Regions from separate parts of the Mus musculus genome. Here regions 1 and 2 are each linked to region 3. Evidence: chromatin contacts called from public Hi-C and promoter capture Hi-C data. All regions are on one chromosome and are shown on one strand. Each heading gives the region's core, a stretch centred on a gene start, on an enhancer-like site or on the middle of the called end of the contact. The rest is flanking DNA. Distances are from core to core; before and after follow the strand shown.

Region 1 (3,305 bases), core at 647-3,146, 170 kb after region 3:
GCTCTTTATGCAACAAAATGCTACATTTATTCCTTATAGAAAATGTTACAGCTTACTTTTCAATTCCAAAATAGCCAAGCTATTGAATATAGTGGAAACATTTAATATTAATAACGCCAATTCCTTGATATTTTGAACAATCTCTCTTATAACAGATTACTCCCCTCCTCATATGCCCAAATATTTTGCTTATTACCACTATTCTGCTGATACCAGGCTCATTCTAAACCCCCAGTTCTGTCAGAATGGATGCTCTACTACATCTGAAGGAGAAGAAAAGCTGGTATTAGTATAGAGGACCTCAATATTTATTCTATTACAGAGGAGCTGCACAACTTTATAGTCTTAATTGCAAAATTCGGTGCCACTGACAGATATGAACCAGTTGGTGCATTACCTAGTAACTCAAAATAGGTAATCTATGTATTTTAGCAATGTAAAGATGAGGTAGAATGTTTGAATGGGAAAAAAAAGAGAGCAAGTCACTACCGACCTGAATGAATTGTTTAAATTTTCTGATATTCAACTCTTCCTCTTTTTTAATGATTTTTTTAACTTCATGTACATCAGTGTTTTGCCTACAGGTATGCCTATGTAAGGGTGTCAGATCCCTGGAGAAACTGGAGTTACAGACACTTGTGAGCAGGCATGTGGGTGCTGGGAATTGAACCAGGCCCCTCTGGAAAAGCCAGTGCTTCTGATGAGCCATCTCTCCAGCCCATCAGTTCTTCATCTATAAAAGACATATAAAGATGCCTACCTCACAAGAGTGTTTGAATTACATGAGCTATGGTATTTGAAAGAATACAGCTTGGAATCTATAGAATGGGTGACGTTAATTAATGTGTCTCTAAACTGGCATACCCTCTGCTGCACACTCTACAGCTCCTCTTCTCCAACCCCAGTCTCTCTCTCTCTCTCTCTCTCTCTCCCTTCTCTCTCTCTCTCTCTCTCTCTCTCTCTTTCTCCCTCCCTCTCTCCCTCCCTCCCTCCCTTCCCAGAAGGGTTTCTCTTTTTCTCTTTGTAACCCTAGCTGTCCTAGAATGAGCTCTGTAAGCTAGGCTCAAAAGATTCTCCTGCTTCTGCCTCCCAAATGCTGGGCTTAGAGGTATGTGCCACTATGCCGGCTTCAGAACACCCATTGCAAACCTGTGTATCCTTATTTATAAGAACCAACCAAAATGCACCACTTCGCCCATTCTTTCCAATCAACTTTAGGCACCATGGCTGTTTGGCTAAAAGAACAGAGCTTTGGGAGTCAGACGAGACTCTGGATTTAAAAGCTCATTGTCATTTATTAGTTCCATGTCTTTGGACAAATTATTTATTCTCTTTGTATATAGATTGCCCTTGTGTGATATGAGACTCAATGTGGTACACCCCTCATAGGGTTGTGGGGAGATTAAATGAGATAAGTACACAGAGCACTTAGCACAGTCTATGATGCTTAGCAAGTCCGCAAAGTACCATTCAACGTAAGAAATTAATAGAAAGTTTCCTCCTTTGAAAAATGTTTACCCTTTTCTCAGAATTGAACAATCTCTGCGTAAGGGAATGACATATGCGTACCTTGAGATATTTTGGGCAATGTCCTAAACTCTCTTTTATAGAATTTGCTTTACCTCAACTGTCTGCATAAAGGCAAATATATCCCGCATTAATTAACAGACACTAAAACGAGAACGTCCCCTGTGTACAAGAGACTGACGTCCGAAACGCAGTATGAAGATCAGCACCCGCAGACCGGACCTCGAGAATTCCCTGGAGTTCACCTCTACCGGCCCCCTCCCCTTGGAGGCGCGCAAGCGTACACCGAATTTACTCCCTGGTCCCTCATGCCCCCGCCTCCAACCCCCGCGCCATCTACCCAACACGCAGGCGCGTCTCCTCAAGCGCTTTCCCCGCCCCCTCCTCTTTCTCTTCAGTCTGTTCCCCCTCCTCTCCCAGCAGCTCCGCAGGTTCAAACTCTTCTCCGGGAGAGTGGCGGCTATCGTGCGGTCACGTGATGAGCATCCTGCTGCCCAACATGGCGGAGTTCGACACCATCTCGGAATTGGAGGAAGAAGAAGAGGCAGCAACATCGTCGTCGTCTCCATCGTCGTCTCCGTCGTCGTCGTCGTCGTCGTCGGTATCTGGGCCCGATGAGGACGAGGAAGATGAGGAGGAGGAAGAAGAGGAGGATGAAGAGGAGGAGGACGAGGAAGAAGAGGAGGAGGAGGTGCCGCCCCCGCCTCGGGTAGTGAGCGAGGAGCATCTGCGGAGATATGCCCCAGACCCTGTGTTGGTGCGCGGCGCCGGCCACATCACTGTGTAAGCGATTGGGGTCGGGGGCTTGCAGAGGCTGAGATTTGACGACAAACCGAATGAGAAGGGCATTGAGGGGCCTGCGGAGTGGGGGGAGGGCTGACTAAAGCGTACTCTTAGCAAAGGGCACCTGGTCAAAATGGCAAAACCGCAGGTTGAATAGGTATCGTGTAAAAGAAGGGGGTGGGAGATAACGCTGCATCGACCCTGAGGAAAGAGTGAGCATAGGACATGGAGTTGCAGGGTAGGGAGCCAGAGAGACTGAAGTAGGGGCGATCTGCTCGTTCGTGCGCTGGCAAGTGAATAGTCTCTAAACTGCAGGATGTACTAGACTTCTCTGCTGCCAAGATTGATGGCTAGTGGAAAACGGCGACTGCTGTGGCAGGTGACATGATCTAGGTTTGGGTTCTTCAAAAACAAAACAAAACAAAAATGTGATGCATTTTGTGAATAATATAAGTATTCATCCACCCACATATTTGTCCATCCATTCTTCCTACCTAATGAATGAATATCGTCATCCTTTCTCTGTTGAACGCACTACTCTGACGTTCCTTTAATATCATATCCTTAGAGTTTCAGGTTAATAGGAACCTATGCAAAGTAGAAAGAGCAATGGATACAGAGTGAGAGATCTTGGTTGCTAAATCTCAGTTTCCCTTCTTACTGGCACTGTGACCTTGGTCAGTTGATTCTTACTTCCAGGCCTTGGGTTCCTCATCTCCAAAATGAAGGGTTCTGAGTGCGTGGTTTCTAACCCCCTTTGGCTCTGAAATAATTTAAGATGTCTACAGGGAATCGTGTATGTCCAGACATTAAATATACAAATATTAAGTATATTAAGTATATAGAAATTAGCCCTTAATGAATTGAGTTTAATTTCTTTAAAACTCAACCCAGATGACTTCTTTTACATTGAATCCTATGTCATATTTAAGGAAATAAAGTGTGCAAGGACTTCTTATCATCTTTGTTGCACAGTAAGAAAAAAATTGATCACT
Region 2 (3,671 bases), core at 227-2,726, 220 kb after region 3:
ACCTGGATCTTGAAAGGACTGCAAAGGATCAGCAAAAGGCCCGAGATGAGAAATGACAAAATGCATGTTGTATCATTAGGTGAGCTGACTGCTGCTTATCTCTAGCCTGGTCTACTCTTGATTTTCAAGCCTTTGAGATCTAGCATTATACAAGGTTGCTAAACCACAAAGATACGAAGTAGAATACATGTTTCTTTTTTTAAAAGGGGGTATGATGATACAGGACTTTAATCCCAGCACTAAGTAGGCATAAACTCAAATCTCTGTGAGTTTCCGGGTAGCCTGGTATACGCAGCACGTTCCAGAACAGCAAGAGTTGGACTCTCATCTCAAAGGGGGAGGTGGGGGAGAAGGTGATACATAGAAAGTGAATTGCAAATTGGGAGCTTTTGTGAAGGTAAAGAAAGTTGTGAGCCACTTGATGAATAACAGGAAGTAAAATGGAGAACCAGTAAAAAGAAAAAAAAATACCCTGTTATTTATCCTCCCTCTTCCTGCTTTTTCCATTTTTGATTCTTTGTGAATTTCACATCCTGCACTCCAATCCCACTAATCTTACCATCCCTGCATATCAACCCTCCACTCTAGCAACCTCCCCTCCCCCCAAAAAAACTAAAAGTATTTTTAAAGATTTATTTATTATTTATATCTAAGTACACTATAGCTGTCTTTAGACACACCAGTAGAGGGTGTGAGATCCCATTATAGATGGTTGTAAGTCACCATGTGTATTTGAACTCAGGACCTTCATAAGAACAGTCAAGTGCTCTTAACCACTGAGCCATCTCTCCAGCCCCCTAAAAATATTTTTAAAATTAAAAAAAAAAAAAAACCTTGCTGTGGAATCTGCAGTGTGTCACAGTGTGTCTCACACTATACCCTTTTGTCCACACATCTTTTTTTTCTTAAGATTTATTTATTTATATATAAATACACTGTAGCTGTCTTCAGACACCCCTGAAGAGGGCATCAGATCTCATTACAGATGGTTGTGAGCCATGTGGTTGCTGGGATTTGAAATCATGACCTATGGAAGAGTAGTCAGTGCTCTTAACCGCTGAGCCATCTCTCCAACCCTTCTCCACACATGTTAACTTGCAAATGTTTATTGCAATGAGTCATTGGTCTGGTTCGAGGCCTCTGACTTCTGCTACATCATCAAAACCAGACCCTCACAGAGACTTCTCTAGGATATCCTACTGTTGCCCTGTGTCACAAAGACTCTGCAGTTTTGGTTCTGCAGACAGACCCCCTGCACGCACTTCAGCAGATCATAGATAGGTTATGTGTTGGGGTGGGCTAACCTAAAGCCTTGGATCTGGGCCTGAGTGGTAGCTGAGTTGGTCAGCCCACTAGCCCTCATGGCCATGGCAAGGGGCGGGGCCTCCTTCTCCAAAGTGCCTCAATGAGCAAGGGTGGGGCCAGCTCTCCCAGGTTCCTCAGCGAGCAAGGGGAGGGGCCAGCTTTCCCGCTCACGCAATTAAGGCCAGGCAAGGGGCGGGGCCAGCCCTCCTGCACTGCCCCACACTGGGGCGGGGCCAGCTCTCCCAGGTGCCTCAGCGTGCAAGGGGGGTGGGGCGGGGCGAGGCGGCGGCTGGGTACTGCCCTCAAACAGCAACATTTCCTCTGATGGCGTGTGAGACCGTGCACTCCCATGTGGCCTTTAGTGGTAACATGGGCCATGGTCATTGACACTGATGCCTGCTGCTATAGGGCCACAGAAGCATACATGGCCTTTGGCGGCAGCACAGTCCCAAACATCATCATGGTGGCTGTGCAAGCCTCTCACATCAGGCTGTTCCTCATAGTTCTACCTCTCTTCATAGAACACAAACTGCTCTGCTTCTCCTTCTCTGCCATCTTTTCACCACATACTTGCTCACTGTAGTAGTGTTTACCCCAGTCCCCAAAGGGTAGGCCTGTGGACTCTGGCTGTCTTCCACCCTGGTCCCAAGTCTCATAGATCCCAGGCTGGCCTTGAACTCACTATATAGCTGGAATTCTGATCCTCCTACCTCCACTCTAGTTGGAATTGCTACAGTTGTATTCTATCAAAGTCAGTATTGGCAAAGTTGATTTATGTAAGCTTAGTTTCCCAGGTTATGAAATGTAAGAGTGGGCTGAAATGAGCAAGCACTCTACCAACTAAGCTATACCCTAGCCACTTCCACCATTTCTTTTAGTCTCTAATCTGTCCCCAAAGCTTCTTTTGTCAATCTTCATGAAAATGACTTGTTTATCTTTAAAACTGCCTTCACCAAAGGGCCAACTGATAGACTCCCATACAGTTGAACTTGTGAGATCTAGTTGGGGAAAGTAATAAACTTTGGTATTTAGGACCTATCCCCAAACAGAATCTCTATGATGTAGTAATCGGGCATCTGTTTTTAGCCCTCCCCGCTTTCCTACCTTGGCCAGGTAATTCTGGTGTACAGGTTAACTGATTTTTTTTCCCCAATACCCTGATGTGCTAGGTAAGAAAACTAAGTGATGCCTAGAAAGGGGCAGAGTTCAAACCTAGAATAACAATATCTGTAGTGAATGAAGTAGTATCAGAATCCCTTAGCCCATTTGTGTCCGTCTATTTGTGCTGTTATAATTGTTGACACAAAAATACCACTCTTACCTCAAAGAGGGTAAGACAGAGCTTATTCTGAAGCCAAGTAGAAGTGATTGCAGCTCAGGAAGAAGAAAGTCACAAACCAACACACTTTTTAAACACATTATGGAGATAACAGGTTACAGGCAAGTGGAAAAATCTCAGCTATAAGTCTCAAATGTTATTTAATGTTTTGGGTCATGGAAATTGAGGATTTGTTAAATTAATACATTCCAAATGGTTTTTCTCTGATAGTCACAGGATAATGGATCAGGAACTGAGATGGGTAAGAAATAACTATTAAGGAAGCTAATATCAGGCTGAAGAGCTGGCTTAGTATTTAAGAGCCCTGACTTTCAGAGGAGCCCGGTTCCATTCCCATCACCCACCAGGTGGCTCATAGCCAGTTCCAGGGGATCTGATGTTTTCTTATGACCTCCTCAAGCACCAAGCAATCATATGGTACACAGACATAAATGAAGGCAAAACACATAAAATAGCCAGGCGTGGTGGCGCACACCTTTAATCCCAGCACTTGGGAGGCAGAGGCAGGCGAATTTCTGAGTTCGAGGCCAGCCTGGTCTACGAAGTGAGTTCCAGGACAGCCAGGGCTACACAGAGAGACCCTGTCTCAAGAAAAAAACAAAAACAAACAAACAACAAAAAAACCACATAAAATAAAATGAATGAATCTGATTTCTAAAGAAAAGCTTTTTTAAGGAGGCTAAATAGAGTTTAAGATAACTAAATTAAGCTATGGACCAACAGTATTCCAACTTCTCCATAATCTTTGAAATTCTAATCAGTTAATCAGCCTTGAAGAAGTTTCTATGGAAGGTGCAGTTTCTAGTAACTTCCATTCATAGTTCCTCCTATAGGTCTAGCATCACATGTTGTGCATGTGTGGGGCAAATATTAATATATCATTGTTATAAAGACTCTCATAGCCGGGCAATGGTGGTGCACGCCTTTAATCCCAGCACTCAGGAGGCAGAGGCAGGCAGATTTCTGAGTTCGAGGCAACCTGGTCTACAAAGTGAGTTCCAGGACAGCCAGGGCTATACAGAGATAC
Region 3 (3,315 bases), core at 376-2,875:
ATTTCGTCATTAACTTCCCTAACTACACCCTCCTGCTGAGATTCAAGTGCATCTCCTGAGAAAAATAACACTGATCTTGGAATTATGTAAGTACGCAGATTATGACCAAGTAAAAAATCATCATTTTCATCCCCTCCATTTAAGCTGATCCCATGAGGAGAGAAGAAATTGAAGAAAGAGTCCTTGGGAAAATCTTCAGTCACAGTTCGGACAGTTCCCCAGACGCGATGTCTCTGCTTCTTCTTGATGGTTCTCAAAGTGACATTCTTCCCTTCGTTCCAATCTATGTCGCAGCCAGTGGCGTACTCAATGGCAGTTCCCCTATAAGGGTGGGGATCGTAGCATGCAAGCTTTGACTTCAGCACATAAGTCTTTGTCAACAGCTCATTTTTAAAATATTCATTGGGCTTGAAGTGAAATTCGAGTGTGAAGCTGAGAGGCTCCCCGGGATCCGAAAGCTTCACTTTAATATCTGTCAGCAGCTTCAGAATAGGCTCATCATATTTCTTAATCATAGGAGTGAGTGCTTCAACATTTTTTAAAACAGTCAACCAAAAATCCGGAATCCCCTTAGGATCCTCTTCGTTAACCTCTTCTCCTCCGGTGGCCCCAGCGCTGTCATCTTCCTCCTCCTCTTCTTCCTCGTCATCATAATCATAATAACAGTCCTCATAACCATCATCTTCATCCACGTATTCATGCACCATACCGTCTTCGTTGCCGTTAGTCTCTTCCTCCTCATCCATCTCCTCCTCAAAATAGTCCTCACAGTCCGATTTATACTCACATTCCTCTTCTGTGGGCTCATAGACTGCATTGATGATCTGTCGTCTTTTTTCTAGTAAGGGTTGGTACATTTCAGCAAACTTCCTTTCAATGTCATGAAATTCCCTCAGGAATTTGGATTCCAAATGGGCAGCTCTTGTTTGAAGCTTTTTAAGAGCTAGCACTCGGCACTTAACTTTCACTGGGAGACTTTCAACGAAATCGGTATCTAAAAGATAACCGATAAGTCCTTTTGGACGGTCTGAGTCTGAGTCCTCATCAGTGCCTCCGCACTTCCCAGCATCTTCCCCAGACCCTGCAGCAGCTTCTTCACCTTTTCCCTCTTCCCCTACTCCAGCAGCCACGGTTTCTTCACCATGTTGCCCGCCATCTCCAGGCTCAATGGAGACACCTTCACTGCGGTCCTGACTTTCCCCGGGCCCCTCCGCCATTACCTGGCTGCCAAGCTCTTCTTGGTTGGATTCAGACAGTTCTTTATGGTCGACTGATTCAGCCATTGTTTTCAAACGATCGCCTGCACTTATGGTGGCTAAGCCCGCAGATCAGGAGACCTGACCTCCGCAGGAAGACTCACCAATACAGCAGATGCGCGATGATCTGGCAGAGATGAACCAAGAGGCGGCGGCGGCTGCACTGATGGCAGGCAGCAAGCAGTGGGGATAAAAGACGGTGCTGAAGCTGGGATAGCAGAATTGAAACCGGCTGTCTGGGCGGAGACTCTAGGCCCTGAAGGAACAGGCTAGAGACTGCAGAGAGCCGCAGTGGGCAGACCTCCGCAAGCAGCTGCTCCAGCCACTCGGGGGCGGAGGGATGGAGGAACTGGTGCCGCAGTATGATTACGCAGTTGTCTCTCAGCTCTTTTTTTTTAAGTGTATGCAGGTTGCTGCGTCACCCCTTCCCTCCCAGGACTCTTCTCTAATCTCATTTGCCAGGCTGCAGTGATTGACAAATCCTGAGCCAGTAAATTAGTAGATGAATCAAAATTTCAACACCTCTTGCCTTCCCAGATTCTCTAATATGGCTGATTCCTCCACCTATGGCTCATCTTCCACCCTATAGCCTGTGGAATTTTGCAGAAATGCAGTATCATTCATTCCGTTTTCAACTGATACTATATGTTCATAATTTCAAAAGAGCTATATGGAAACAGTGACAAGGAATGAAAAAAATGGGCAAGGTACTGGATTGTCTTTAGTCTATCCCTTTGGTTATAACCTGAGGCTCTGGGAAAGAGAGGAGGGTAGTGGAGGAGCCCACAAAGAGATCCTTTGAGGTTTAAAATTACCAAAAATAAGCATAGGTGGCCTTTGGATGATGTAACTGACAGTGGTTTAAATATTCTGTACCCTGGTTTCTGTAATTTTCACAACCTGTGTGATTTTAAATGGGAAAATTCTCATAATATTTCCTGATGAGGAAGAGATGACGGATGACTAAAGTGTGGGGGGAGGGGTGTTGAAGCCTTTTGTAAAAGAGCCAGCTATATGACTAGTGAGCGTATAGGATAATACCCCAGTCCTAAACTGTCTTTCCACTTTCCCTTATGTGATGTTGTTTTAGCCTGTAATCACAGCACTGAGATGGAAAATCAGAAGTTCAGGAGTAGCCTCCACATATAGCAGTTCTGGGTTAGCTTGGACTACATGAAATTTTGTCTTAAAAACCCAAAAACAAAACAAACAAAAGGAAAGCCATTAGGAATTTTACAAAGAAAAACCAAATATAAAGTACTATTTTGTTTTTTAAAATCACAGAATTTGCTTGACATTTTGAAGTTTATTGGAAATAATAAAAATATTAGCACTAAAGAGAGAGTTAAATATATGATAGAAGATTCATGCAATAGAAGACTATGCAGTAAATTAAAATTTCCTCTAGGAAAGGGGCAGTAAGATATCTTGGTGGGTGAAGGTGCTTGTTGTATAAACCTGGAAAATGCTAAAGCCATGCAAATGTTGAAGGAGAGAACTGACTCTGTCCAGTTGCACCCTGGCTGCCACACATGTTCCTTAGAACTCACCTTGATGACACCCATCCAATAATAAAGAAATTTTTCAAAATTTGTTTTTAAAGATGACCAGTATCATTAGTTATGTAAATATAAGTCAAAATCATAACTAGATACTATTTCATACCGATTGAGATAGCTTAAAATACAGAAAATAGCAAGCAGTGGTGAAAGTAAGGACAATGAAAATCAGTATAGCAATATCTCAACGCATTAAACATGATTATCATGTGTTCAAGCAATCCCACTTCTGGATATAGATACATACATACATACATACATACATACATACATACATGATAGATAGATAGATAGATAGATAGATAGATAGATAGATAGATACATAGAGACATAGAGACATAGATAGATACATAGATTAGATAGATAGTGATAGAGATATAAACTTGAAAGCAGTCTCAGATTTTGCATACCCATGTTCAGAGGAGAACATATACATTAGCAGAAAGTTAGAAACAATTGGAGAGATGGCTTAGCAGGTAAGAGCACTTCCTGCTCTTCTA

Evidence for each region. Promoter capture Hi-C pulls out the DNA fragments that hold promoters and counts their contacts. Hi-C and Micro-C count contacts between places; a contact is called where the count stands out from the background.
Region 1: a contact with region 3 is called in a Hi-C map of cerebral cortex, with 3 times the contacts expected there. The contact joins the promoter of Chic1 here to the promoter of Nap1l2 in region 3. A contact is called at or near these places in 5 of 39 promoter capture datasets (cranial neural crest, hippocampal neurons, liver and 2 more), 2 of 484 Hi-C or Micro-C datasets (cerebral cortex and cranial neural crest), 2 of 115 datasets of contacts at active chromatin or transcription factors (embryonic forebrain and neural tube) and 1 of 9 other capture datasets (adipose tissue).
Region 2: a contact with region 3 is called in a promoter capture Hi-C map of stem cell-derived epiblast-like cells, with 2.5 times the contacts expected there. The contact joins the enhancer-like site here to the promoter of Nap1l2 in region 3. A contact is called at or near these places in 13 of 39 promoter capture datasets (the 3T3-L1 cell line, 3T3-L1-derived adipocytes, cranial neural crest and 8 more).

The regions. Positions count from the first base shown.
Region 1 is chrX:103,354,580-103,357,884 of GRCm38.p6, forward strand. Chic1 (cysteine-rich hydrophobic domain 1) reads left to right here and starts at 1,897. Exons shown (of 6, transcript NM_009767.2): 1 at 1,897-2,310. The coding sequence starts at 2,006.
Region 2 is chrX:103,403,730-103,407,400 of GRCm38.p6, forward strand. It overlaps a transcript of Chic1 not described here. Among named protein-coding and RNA genes, the nearest start is that of Tsx, 8.9 kb to the right of the region's middle. Within about 2 kb of position 1,477, at least 23 of the 459 cell types and tissues checked have an H3K27ac peak or open chromatin away from gene starts, as enhancers often do. A contact at or near this core is called in stem cell-derived epiblast-like cells and trophoblast stem cells, where this site is marked.
Region 3 is chrX:103,185,028-103,188,342 of GRCm38.p6, forward strand. It overlaps Nap1l2 (nucleosome assembly protein 1-like 2), which reads right to left and starts at 1,626. Exons shown (of 1, transcript NM_008671.3): 1 at 1-1,626. The coding sequence starts at 1,283. The region is part of intron 5 of 4930519F16Rik (RIKEN cDNA 4930519F16 gene); the gene reads right to left.